Linked DNA regions of Mus musculus: all the other regions are linked to region 3. Evidence: chromatin contacts called from public promoter capture Hi-C data. All regions are on one chromosome and are shown on one strand. Each heading gives the region's core, a stretch centred on a gene start, on an enhancer-like site or on the middle of the called end of the contact. The rest is flanking DNA. Distances are from core to core; before and after follow the strand shown.

Evidence for each region. Promoter capture Hi-C pulls out the DNA fragments that hold promoters and counts their contacts.
Region 1: a contact with region 3 is called in a promoter capture Hi-C map of hematopoietic stem and progenitor cells. The contact joins the promoter of Atf7ip here to the promoter of Art4 in region 3. A contact is called at or near these places in 3 of 39 promoter capture datasets (the HPC-7 cell line, fetal liver and hematopoietic stem and progenitor cells) and 1 of 115 datasets of contacts at active chromatin or transcription factors (memory CD8 T cells).
Region 2: a contact with region 3 is called in a promoter capture Hi-C map of fetal liver, with 2.9 times the contacts expected there. The contact joins the enhancer-like site here to the promoter of Art4 in region 3. A contact is called at or near these places in 3 of 39 promoter capture datasets (the HPC-7 cell line, fetal liver and pre-B cells), 1 of 484 Hi-C or Micro-C datasets (erythroblasts), 3 of 115 datasets of contacts at active chromatin or transcription factors (double positive thymocytes, heart atrium and large pre-B cells) and 1 of 9 other capture datasets (liver).

What each region holds. Positions count from the first base shown.
Region 1 is chr6:136,516,430-136,520,633 of GRCm38.p6, forward strand. Atf7ip (activating transcription factor 7 interacting protein) reads left to right here and starts at 2,422. Exons shown (of 15, transcript NM_019426.2): 1 at 2,422-2,534. It overlaps Gm44140 (a long non-coding RNA gene), which reads right to left and starts at 2,324. Exons shown (of 4, transcript XR_001785394.2): 1 at 2,169-2,324; 2 at 2,020-2,063.
Region 2 is chr6:136,466,720-136,470,778 of GRCm38.p6, forward strand. It overlaps Gm36897 (predicted gene, 36897), which reads left to right. Exons shown (of 2, transcript NR_168025.1): 2 at 4,039-4,059. Among named protein-coding and RNA genes, the nearest start is that of Gm36897, 5.1 kb to the left of the region's middle. Within about 2 kb of position 1,987, at least 387 of the 459 cell types and tissues checked have an H3K27ac peak or open chromatin away from gene starts, as enhancers often do. A contact at or near this core is called in the HPC-7 cell line, double positive thymocytes, erythroblasts and 4 more, where this site is marked.
Region 3 is chr6:136,855,370-136,859,554 of GRCm38.p6, forward strand. It overlaps Art4 (ADP-ribosyltransferase 4), which reads right to left and starts at 2,231. Exons shown (of 3, transcript NM_026639.2): 1 at 1,794-2,231. The coding sequence starts at 1,874.

The DNA of each region.
Region 1 (4,204 bases), core at 1,172-3,671, 340 kb before region 3:
AGAGAACCACTGAGGCCCACAAAAGTCAGCCTTAGAGGGACCTTCACCCCTGCAGCTGGCCTGCATCTACAGGGCCAGGGATGCTTGCACCTGCTTGGGCTCTACCAGTGGCATCTGATCTTGTGGAAACCATGAATTTTGATGTTCTAGAGGGTAGGCTAGTGCACATGATATGGTCTCAGATGATCCATCACTAGGCAGGAGTAGGCACATGTGGGTGGAAAGATGGTTCACTCATTGTCCTGGTTGTTCAGAACTGGCTGCTCTTCTGGAGAACTTAGGTTTGATTCGCCAAGACTGACATGGAGGCTCACCTGGGTGACAGCATGAGGCAGCACAACCTTGCCCAGCTCTGACATACATCTCTTGTGTGTTGGTCCTGAGGAAACACTTCCCACAAGATTTCACCTCAATGATGTGGGGGCAGTCCATCGGCCACTGTCCCGGAAGAACAAAGTTCTGGTCTCTTGTTTATCACAGCTGGTTCTTCAGCTCGAGCTCATTTTAAACCACAGATTCTTCACACAAATGGCCTGGTAGAGTCTTTGCTTCCCTCTGAAACGTCACAAGCTGGGCCACTGTCGTCTGCACTGCTCTCAACATTCTTGTCTCTCTAGTTTCTACGTAACAGGTCCCTGAGTTCTCCACACTCCATGGCTTTAGTACAATGTCCTACCAATCTGCCTCTAATCAACATGCCCAGGTCTGTCACAGGAATTCTGGGGCTGGAGCAGGAACATGGAGCTGATGTTTTCTTCCTTTTCTTCTTTCTTTCCTTCCTTTCCTCTTCCACCTTTCTTTTCCTTTCTCTTCTGTTTCCTTCCTTCCTTCTTTTATTTATTTATTTATTTTTTTTGAGTCAAGGTTTCTCTGTGTAGTCAAGGATGTCTTAGAACTCACTCTGTAGACCAGGCTGGCTTAACCTCACAGAGACAGGCTTACTTACTGCTGCCACCCAAGTGTGGGTGGCACCACACTCAGCTGGGTGTTTCCCCTTTCAAGGCCTCTTGTTAGATTAAGTCAAGTCTATTCTAGATATTCTCTCTTTCAACTCAAAATCAATCTAGAATCTTAAATACATCTATTAAAAACACTTACCTTTTTCCTTTTCCCTTTTTTGGAAACAGGGTTTCTCTATATAGCCCTGGGTATCCTGAAACTAGATCTGTAAACCAGGCTGGCCTTCAAGTCTTAGATTTGCCTGGACACTGTATCACATTTTATGACCCCAGAAGTTGTTTCTTGAATTTCAATTTCCTTGGGTTTGCCTGTTTAATGTCCTAGTTGAATTGTCAAGTACAGGACAATAATGAAAGCTGTGAGCTTCTTTGGAGAGAGAGTCTCAAGCTCTAGATGATCTGGGAGCATGTGGCCCCAGGTTGTCCTTGTTCTCTCAAGACCTGCCTCATCTCCCTGAGTGCTTCTGGGAATTGAGCCACAGCTGCCCATGGGAGTGTAGATTTCCTCAGCACTGACAGCTACTTAACTTTTTGATTGGTTAAGTTACTATTGAACAAATACTTAAAGGGAGAAAATTAAGTTTAAGGGATTCCACCTAATATTATTTTTCTGGCTCTTACTGATTTACAAAACATATTTAGAATCTTTTCTTCATTCTAGCTTCTCTCAATTTGTCGGAACAGTGATTACTGTCTCTATTTAAGCGACACGTGAATTTATGAGGTGTGAAGGCATGATTGGTACTGCTTGCTCTCTTACAGGATATCCCCCCAAAAGATGTTCATCTCCACATCTTGATGATTAACACAATTAACTTAGTGAACTTTAAGTGATACCTGTAACACTTTGACAGAGTTTGAGGCCGATAGATTTCAAATTCCAGACCAGTGTGGGCTACGTGGCAAGTTCAATGGCTAGACTGAGTTAAACTGCACGAATCTTCATCAACAAAACAAAACAAAAAGATAAAAATTAAAAAAAATTTTTTTTTCGAATAAATTACCGTACTCTAGGTTCTCTAGACTTATGGAAAAATCTTTTCGCTTTTTAAACACCTACTTTTTTTTTTCTCAAGTCTCATGGAGGGGTGGCCACTGAGGAATCTCCATGCAAAAAAAAAAATAAAAAAATTAAAAAAAAAACAAAAAAAACCCCAATCACCTCCAGGATAAAAAAGAAAAGAGCCAACCGGAAAAAAAAAAAATCACCTCCGGATGCGATCGAAAAGACGGCAGCGCCACCACCGCAGACGGGCTACAATTTCAAGGCAGGAGGCGTGGCCAAAAATCCCTCATTCAAATAAAAAACCAGGAGATTTGCATGGAGAATAGGCATCGCGCACGTTCATTGGCCGATCGCTCAGTGGGTGGAGTACATAGTGTGCCCACGAAGCTCCGCCCCCATCTATTTGCATAACGGCCCCGGCGCGTGCTGGGGAGAAGCGGGTTTGTTTTTGAATCTGCGGTGGCGGCGAGTGGAGCGCACGGCTGAGACGGCAGCGTCCGGGACGGCTGCACGGGACGGCTGCGTAGGAAGGAACTCGGGTCCCAGGCTCTCACCTCCCGCCCCCGAAGGTATACGCGAGTGCCAGGGGCTGTTCTAACCACTGTCGGAGAAATGACTATTGTATTTCGGAAGAGTCAAGACCGCATTATGGCGGCTGCGGGAGTTGAGTGTGCGCCTGCGCGGTTGCGAAGCTGCGGGCGGGCGCTGCATGGGAGCACGTGATCGCGTGGGGTCGGGCTCTAGCTGCAGTTGAGCAGCTGGCCGGGCGGTGGCTGCGCAGGCGCAATATTCATTTTCAAGAGCTAATGTTCTTGTTGGACGCCATTTGGGTTCTAGATTTAATTTTCTCATTCTCGAGGGGGTTTCGTCTCGTGCTTCTTCTTTTCACATTTTCCGAGGAAAACGTTTCTCTCGTGTCTTACACCTACCCGCACCTTAAAATCCTTTATTTCTCTCACGGTTTCACCGGTGCAGACTTGATATTTTGGTACAAATTGCCTCTTGTGGTTCTCGATTATAATTTCGCGTTTAGTTAGGTATTTCTGGATTCGCGTTCCATTTAGGGAGATAAGATCGGCACCTAGTGGTGCTCTCGGGGGAAGTGCATTTACTTCAGCTGCACTTTTGTAAATACATTTTTAACCCTGTTTTTACCGGTTCGCTTTTGGATGTGCAATGTTTACAAAATAGAAACTTTTATTTTTGATTTGTTTGAGAGGACAAGAAAAGGATGTACAAGTTAAGTTGAAATCTCAATTTTCTCAGGTATTACATCTTTATTATTTTTTTTTTTAAAAAGGAACATTTCATCCAAAGTCAATGAAGTTTTAATCCAAACACTTGAGTCTTTCATGTTTTTAGTTTTACTGTTTCTTCAGTTAGAGAAATGTTAAAGAAAATTAGTGAACACGATTTCTCATTATTTTGGGATGACGTATAAGCTATTATATCATTTTTTGATGAAGAATTTTACAAATATTACAAGTTCTATTGAGGTCCTTATTTAAGGGAATCAATTAAACATTTTGAGTTTTTGAAAAAAATATGTGCACTGTAGTATATGTGTATAATGTACACTTTAAATATGTTTTAGGTGTATATGTCCTGGTTTTAGTTTCTTAAAATAACTATGGGTGTGCTACTGATTAAAGTTGTGATGCCACTAAATTTCAGTTGTATGTAGCACAATTAGGTCAGTTGTATGTAGCACATTGGGTCAGTATACGTATAATTTAATATAATTTTCTTATTCTACCCGTTGTTTCTTACTAGTCTAAAAACTTGTGTTTTCATAAACATCTGTCATTCATATGTATAGTTGCTTTTTTGGTTGCTTATGTAACCCAAGTTTAAATCAGTCTGTTGTCAAATTAAGTGCTGTTATAATGTCGATTGGTTTGGGCTATCTCTATTACCCGAAACAAATACTCTTAGAAATAATAGGATATAATTGAAAGGAACATTTTGGGCTGTTTTTTTTTTTTTTTTTTTTTTTTTTTTTTTTTTTTTAAATGCTGTGACATATGCCCTGGAATGGAAGGACGGGGAAGGAAGTCTTCTCCTCCTGTAGCTAGCAGGTCTAAAGTTGATGTAATGGGAATCTTGAGCCTCTGCTGTCTTGTACCAGGAATGAAGGCAGTTCTGCCTTTTTGAGACTTTGATGCTTCTGAGGTGGTTTCCCCTCACCCCATTTTGTACTCCTAGTATTTGAGTTTATGTATTTAAGCTTAACATTTTT
Region 2 (4,059 bases), core at 737-3,236, 390 kb before region 3:
GCAGATAATGAGGGTGGCCTAAAGAGCCCACTGGACCATCAGAAGGCCAGAGGCCATACCTTAATTTCTACCTTTCTAGAATCCCCTCTAAGGTTTCACATTCTGGAAAGTTCTATATAGATATTTTGTGCCTTCCTACAATAATTACTTAGCACTCCTGAATCTCAGAGGACCAAATTCAATGGATGCATTCACATTTATCTCATACCCATTTTCAGGATTCCGGGAAACCAAAGGTACCTACAGCAGACTCTATCCGGCAGAGAGAGAGGAAGGGAGCAGGAAGGGAGCAAGTGTCAACCTTCCCTTTCTTATAAATAAATAGCTTCTCTAGGTTGCCTGCTACAATTGGCCTTTTCCCAGAACTTTATGCTCCACTGAAATTACTTAAATAAACAACTTTGGGTTTTGTTTTGCAAAATGCAGGGTTTCATGTACCTCAGACCGGCCTCAAACTGCTTACATAACCTTGAACTCCTGATCAACACACCCACCTCCTGAGGGTTGCTGCCACTCACCACCTTCGCGACTCTGGTTCTTAACACAGGAGAAAAAAGGCTGTTCCCAGCCCTTGACTCCGGATTTAGGGCTAAACTTTAACTAATTAATTTATAGTTAATCCCATGAACTATTATAGAAGCATTTCAAATGCCATGCATAGGAATAAGAAGAGATGCATATGAAACAGGCAGAATGAAGCATCCTCAGCTAGGCGGCCAGGCATTTTGGGTTTGGACAAGAAACTGCTCAGCAGCTTTCTGACAGCTTCACACACTACCTGAACTGGCCAGCAGAGGGCGACGAGGGAGCCGTCAGACACAACATGGAGCCACACCCAGATCATGGTTGCTTTTTCTAGTGTCTCTTCCGGAGTTCTCAAAAAAACTCGAAATAAGAAATTCTTGTCAAAGAAAAAAGAATGAGAGAAATCGAGACGATCTTTTTATTGAGATAATAGCATAAACATACGACTACTGGGCATTTTCAAGTGGACAAACCTGGGGGAATTTCACTTCAGCATCATGCTACATGCCTGTCTAATCCCAGACATAAGAAACGCCTGCGTGTGATATAGCTAAAATTCACAAATCTCTCAGCAGTGTTTTGACCTGAATCTGTCACATCCCCACTTTGCCCCTACCCACATTCTGGGAAGAATCCTGCTCTTCCCTCACCCGGCAACCCCCAGTCAGCCTCCTGTATCTTACAGTTCACACCATCTGATCCAGGGGTAAAGTTACAACTGGAAAAACAAACCCATCTGCGTCCTTCAGTTCTTCCTCTGGCACGTCTACAGTTGCGGAAGGCAGTGAGCACAGATACTGTTCCCCAGCTCTGAATGGTAATAAAAATTATCAAATTCTTTTACCTTACAGTTAATGAAATGGAAATGAGCAATGAACTCTACCCAAAACCTTAAGTCAGTGATGAGAAATGTAGTTGTTTCTGGGCCTGTCTGAGCATCATTTGAAGCGCACCATGTTAACTGATAAGATAACAACTCAGAAATAACTAATATCATAAAGCCAAAAGGCTTACAACCTAGATCCATTAAAAAAAAAAGAATTTAATTTAATCTACTTCATAGTTTTTTTGTTTTGTTTTGTTTTGGGGGGGTTGTTTGTTTTGTTTTTTAAGAAAAAGGGAATGGGGGTGGGGTGGGTGGGAGATTGTTGTAGGACACTGGATTGAGGGAGGGCGGGAGGTGTAGAGAATGGGGCGGTTCCGCCCTAACAAAGAGGCAGAAACTGTGTCTCAACAGCCACCAAATCCAGTTCAGGGCGGTTTGAGCCAGTTTCTGAGCTGGATTGAGAACAACAGCCACAGGCTGAGACTTCACTAGGGTGAAATGGAAAATCTAGCATGGATTTTACAGACAGACCTGAACTGGACGGGGACTTGCTGGAACCTAAACCCAGTTCCTGGGGTGGCAAAGTCAGATGAAATACCAGGCCTGGTGCCGGATCGGTTGCATATCATCGCAGAGAAAGTTCAGAGTCGGGACTCTCTGTTGAGATCCGGTCCACATTTTCCCTCCTGCTGCTTCTGACTGTAGCTGGTGAGGGAAAAAGGGCCCCAGGATATCAGTTTTCAGAGAGCTGGCCAAGGCCTTGGGGGGAGGGGAGGACTTTGCGGCCTGGTTTATTGCCTGTGCTGGAGAGTGGGGGCGGGGAGGGAGGTAGGAGGGTCTGAAACACTGAGAGGAGCACTTCACACCCTGCATGCAGTTCACACCATTTTCCAACACCTATGTTTGCATATCTTTGCAAAGCACAAAACACACAACCCCCCCATGCCTATGGTACACCCGGCTAACAATTGGATGACAACATCTTCTGCCCCAGGCGTTGACAATGCATGTGCCCAGTTGGGCCAAAGTGCTCTCCTTCTGTGTCCCCAAATACACACATGCTGTACACACCTCAACTCAAAGCAACAGCAATCTCAGACGACACTGGAATGATGGTTAAGTCTTTGACCGGCTCCCCTCCCCCAGCTGGTTGTCCAGCAGCCCCCAGGGTGAGCGACTCCAGGAGCAGCTGCCACCCAGTTGAACCGGATGTCGTCCAGTGTGCACTTCCTAAGGCCACACAGGGGTCAGAGGATTCCCAGACAGCTACCACCCCTCCACCTTAAAAATCTCCCAGGACTTTGAGGAGTTCTAGAACCTAGACAAAGCCCAGGTCAGTCTCGTTTGGAAAGGAGGAGGAGGAGTGTGGAACCTCTCCTCTTGAATGTCCCCAAATGGTTGGAATCTTTCAGGGTCAGCAAGGGAGCACCTGGAGTCTTAGAAGCCAGTCTGCTCTGGGAATGGGGGAGGGGAGTTCCTTTGGTGTGTCTGTGGGTGTTGAGACGTTGAGGGAGAAGACTGGGAGACCCAGGGCTGAAATGTCGACATGCCATTCCTTCTGTTACTCTTAGACATCTGGAGAGACGGTTGGAACCCAGCCTACTTTGCATTATTTATGTGTGACCTTTGAAGCAGGGGACGCTTGTTACTGGCAGGCATTCTCTATCTGTTGCTTATTGCACAAGTATTGACTAAGTCCTTACATAGAAATGGCAGTATCAAGTGCGCCGGTATGGACCCTATTTGTTTGTATGGTTGTTGCTTGGCAAAGAGGTGGCTGACTTTACGGAGAGCAGCACTTTTATGTGACGATGTAGTAACCCACAAAAGAGATTAGCAGGAGAAATCATTAGAAGCCCCACACAGTACCATGCATTTCATATCTTACATGAGCCTAGCCACTGTACATCCCTGAGAGCGAACGGCATTGCTGTTCCCATTTTAGAGATGAGAAAAATAAAGTTCGAAAGGATCAGGTAGTGTTACTGATCTATAAAACCTGTCAGAGAAAGATATTGGCTCCAAAATCCGTTCTTTTAACCTGACTCTATGCCGCCATCATGGTGTCAAATGCTTGCCAGCATTTCTAAAGCGCCTACTGTGTGACAACCTACTCTGGGTGGAAGACACGGTCCTGGTGACGCTGATGAGAAGATGGTCCCTGCCTTCAGCAAGCTTTCAATCTACTGACTTTTGTTCCAAGAAAATCTCGGGCCTGGCAAGCGCAGGGCTTTATTTTCGGACTCAAAGGCCATCTGGGAAACTTGAACTTCCCAGCATTCCCGTGCAGTGCTGGGTGTGGGGAGGCCTGGAAACCGGGAGTGACCTGGTAACAGCAGGCACCAGACAGGCTAACAGCCTGGCTGCCTGGAAATGGGCAGGGCCTGGCCCGGGGAGCTGTAGCCATGGCAACCCAGCCTGTTTCCAGAACAATGTCTCCAGCCAGGGAAACAGCTCCCGGAGCCTCCCCCTATATAATCCCCAGAGCAGACTGGAGGCACAAAGGACTTCATTCTAGTGTGGCTCTCCACCCTAAGCCAGAACAAAGCCTGCCATTTGTTGCCTGGGCCCTGTCTTTGTGTTGCGCTTGTGACAACATCCACAAAGCACAGCAAATTCCTTCCTTTCCGCTACCTCTTTCATTTATATCGTATTTATTGTAATTTTCCTTTATCCCCATTTTACAGATGCAAGATCTACAGCGTGAA
Region 3 (4,185 bases), core at 981-3,480:
TTCTTCCTCCTCCTATTCTCTCATGCATGTCATAAAGCATGCTCAGAGCTGGGGGGGGGGGTGGCTTATGCTTATCGTCCTTAGAAGGCCGAAATACAAGAGGTGCTGTGAGTCTGAGAAGGCTTGTGAGTTCAAGGCTGGCCTGCATTGCAATGGGGGGCTCTGTCTCAGCCTAACCAAACTAAAACTAAAGCAAGCTTATATTCATACATATAATTTTAACTGTACATTTTGCTATGTGTGTGCATGCACAGAGAAGCCAGAGGTCAATGACATAGGTCTTGCTCCATTACTCTCCACTTTATTTTTTGAGACAAGGTCATGCCCTAAGCCAAGAGCTTTGCAGTTTAGCTGAGTGGTTGGCTAGTGATCTCTGGAGCAACAGGGATCGGCCCGTCTCTGCAACTTTTTCTCACTGCCCAAGCTAGGCTTCCAGATGTGCATTCCTCCACTCCTGGGTTTTATGTGCATTCTGGGGACCCGAACTCAGGTCCTCACCCTTGTGCATCAAGCCCCGTTAACCACCAAGCCATCTTTCCAGCCACCCTATCGTACATCTAGCGTTAGGTTTTCCAAGAGAGACTTCTGTAAATAAAAACCTTCTTGCTGACTTAGATTCTAGGACAAAAAGGAGGGGAAAAAACCTAAAGCAAACAAGGAAGCTGAAGTGTCACCTTCTTCCTCAATTAGCCCCCGGGTGCACACACACCTCTGGATCTGGTGGAAAGTTGGACTAAGAGTAAATTCCAGAGCCTGTCAGACTTGTCTCTCCAGCTACTGGCAGTGCAGGACTGAGACCTCTCAGGTAACAGCTTGTCTTGGGGGAGAAGCACTTATGCCACAGACATAAGACTAGCCAGGCTCCAGGGTGGAGAGCAGGGCAGAACCCGTGCATGCAGCTGCGCTTCCAAAGCTCGAGAAACAGCGTTTCAGGGGAGCAGTGGGGCCGTGCCTGGGAGCACCTCCTCTTGGTGAGCGAGGGGCTGGAAAGTACACCCCTCTTGGAGGTGGGGAAACAGTTGAATGTTGTCTAGAGGGTGCCGAAAGGAGGCTCCCTGGCTTCGGTCAGCTCGTTAGTGAGAACTGTATCAGCATCACCTACACTCAACCATTTCTGGGCAAAACAACGATGCTTTTCTCATGAGCAGCACTCACCAAAAGGCAAGATTCTGCCCAAGGCCAGCGTTGTTGGGGGCGGAGCTAGAGAACACACGGTTTGGTATTTTAACCGTGTGATTTATGATGTCATGCTGTCTAGTTACATACAATCTAGAGTCAATTTTACAGACTGATTGGATGATGTGAACCAGTGCACCAGATTTTAAAACAAGCTTCCATTAATCCAAGCCAAGAATCACATTCTGTCAAATATCAAAATGAACTCTGACACATTTTTAACATGTCTCCAGATCTCAAATGTTTCCTGTGTCACCCATTATCATTAGCTTATTTTTAGTTTATAGATATTTAAAATTAGGATACTCCAAATGTGTGCTATCTGTATAAAGCGGTTTTGAGTTAAACAGGTTAGTCTACATTATTGCCCCGGTGGAATCATTGCTTTAATACTTAAAAGAATCGGGAAAATAACTCAATGGCACTCACATCAATTATGCCAGATTTATGACTTAAAAATTTTTAATTTTTATAGCAATTTTCCCTGTCACTCTTTACTAACATTGTTTATTCTTAGATTGCCAGTGGCTAAGTTCTTAGCAATTAGGTGGCCCCCAGGTGAATAGCCTGTTGGTGCATCGTTGATCATGAGAGACCAACTTTTCGATAGCCCCTACCTCAGTGCTCCCCGCGGGTGTCTGCTGGACCCAGAGCAGTAGCAGCAGGGTGAGCTGCCCTCCTGGAAGCCACAGCGCCATCCTCCTGTCTGTAGCACTTGGTAGACACGTTCTCTTAGATCTACTGGTCAGTGGGCAGCTTGGTGGTTTGTGTCAGCAACACTTCTTTATTCTGAAAGCCTCGTCCCAGAATACGCTCTAGAGTCCTCCTTTGGCATTTTCTTTTCCGGCTGTGTCTGAGGTTCTGCTCCTGCCGCAACTGTGACTTCTGTTGAATATCAACAACCTCAACAACCGACAGTTTCCTCCAAGGTAGAAGTCTAGCGCCTTTGCAGTGTTGAAGTCTCCGCGAAAGGGCCAGATGTGCGCGGCACAGAATGGTTTTCAGTGTAAAGAAGGCAAAAACCGTCTCTCTGTCTAGTCGGCATGCAGGGGAATGCCAAGGGTCTGTTCAGGGTCAGGCTGTGCAGTTCAGCCTTGCCTTTCCCAGATCGACAAGAAAAGGCATGCTCCAGGAGTACTCGGGCCAAGTCCCATTATCTGCAGCCCCAGGCTTTCCCTGTGAGCCACTGCAGTGGCACATGAAGCGCAGCTGGGGAGATGCGATCTTAAGGTGGACCTGTGTCAGGCTCATCTGGCAGTGCTGATAGCCCTGCCCTGGAATGATTGCCCTCCAGCAGCACAGGCTTTTAATGTTGTGTGTTCTTTGCTGCCTCTCCACGGTGTGTTTGAAACATCCCCGTTCAGAGACGGGGGCTGTTGGAGTCACAGCTTTGAATGTTTATTTCTTTTGAGAGCTTCAGGTTTTCTATCTATTGTAATCTGCAATGAGGCCCGCAGGCAGGAGTTAAGTCCGACTTTCCACTGTTAACCACATTTCCTGCTCAAGTCTGGCTGTCCTTCCACTACTCCCGACCTTTCAGAGTCTGCTGGCTCGCAGACGTTGTTTATGTTCCCTGCCTCTTATCTAACTGTGACAAGAACCAAATTCCGTTCTTGGGAATTGTGGTCCTGCTTTCTTTTTACCACGTTAAATATTGGTCTGTCTGAAGTTTCCCAAGTCATAGAAGCATAAAAGAAGGAACGCTAATTATTCAAAATGATTGCTTGGAGAAAGCCACTATTTTGATTTACATTTTGGCTTTATACCCACAACACACACACACACACACACACACACACACACACACACACACAGAGCAGAAGTGAAATCACAAGACTTTGTATACTGTTTGTTTCCCATTAATGTTTTATTTATTTATTTGTTTGTTTCTCACAAGTGTGTGTGTGTGTGTGTGTGCTTGTGTGTGTGTTCAACTTGAGTGTCTTCCTACCCCTCACTCTCCACCTTAGTTTTTGATCCGGGCTTTCAGTGAACCTGGAGCTCACAGATTTGGTAGTGGATTGAGAAGCCCCGTGTCTGCGTCCCCATACTAGGACTGCAGGCGCGTGCTGCGTTTGTTCTGTTGTTGCTCTGCCTGATGAGTTCCTGTGAGCTGCATGGCCAGTGCCTTCCCAGCAGAGCCGTCTTTCCAGCCCTAATGATTAATTTTTCAAGGGTTTTTTTCAAGATAGTGTCTCATATATCCGAGGCTGGTTTTGAACTCAATATGGAACTGAGGCTGACACTCAATCTTTGATCCTCTGTCTCTATCTCCTGGGTACTGGAATAGCAGGGGTAAGCCATCATAACCTGTTTCTATGGTACTGGGGGGTCAGACTGCCAGGCCTTTATGCTAGACAAGCACTCGACCAATGCAGCTGCATCAGCAGCCAGCACTGTAACATTTACTATTAATGTGTGTGTGTGTGTGTGTGTGTGTGTGTGTGTGTGTGTGTGTGTGTGTAGCTCGAACTTGCCTTGAATTCTTGATTCTCTGTCCCTGTCTCAGGAGTGCTGGGATTACAGATGTGCTCAAGAGCTCCAAACTTAAGATAAAGCCATGTTTACTGTTTCCCACTAATACCTAATACTTGACAAAATTGACTAGCTGCTCAGGATCAGAATAGGTGCATAGGTGGAGACATCGGAACTAGCGAGGATTAGGCAAGGGCAAGCATAGAGAATGTACCGCGAGGAGGTGAAACTCAGCCAGTTTCTTAATGGACTTTAAAAATGGCTTTTAAATAAGATTTTACTCTGTGGTTCATTTTTCTCTTTCTTCCCTTCTTTTCTTCTTCCTCCCTCCCCCCTTCTTTGTGACCGAGTCTAACTCTGTAGCCTTGGCTAGCCTGGAACAGTTTGTGTAGACTGGCCTCAGTGTTACAGAGATATGCTGCCCCTGCTCCCTGAGTGCTCTGATTAAAGGTGTTTGTCGCCACAGCCAGCGGCTCTGTAAGTCTTAAACTTACCTTTAACCTAACAGCAATTTGAACTGGCCATGGATTTGAC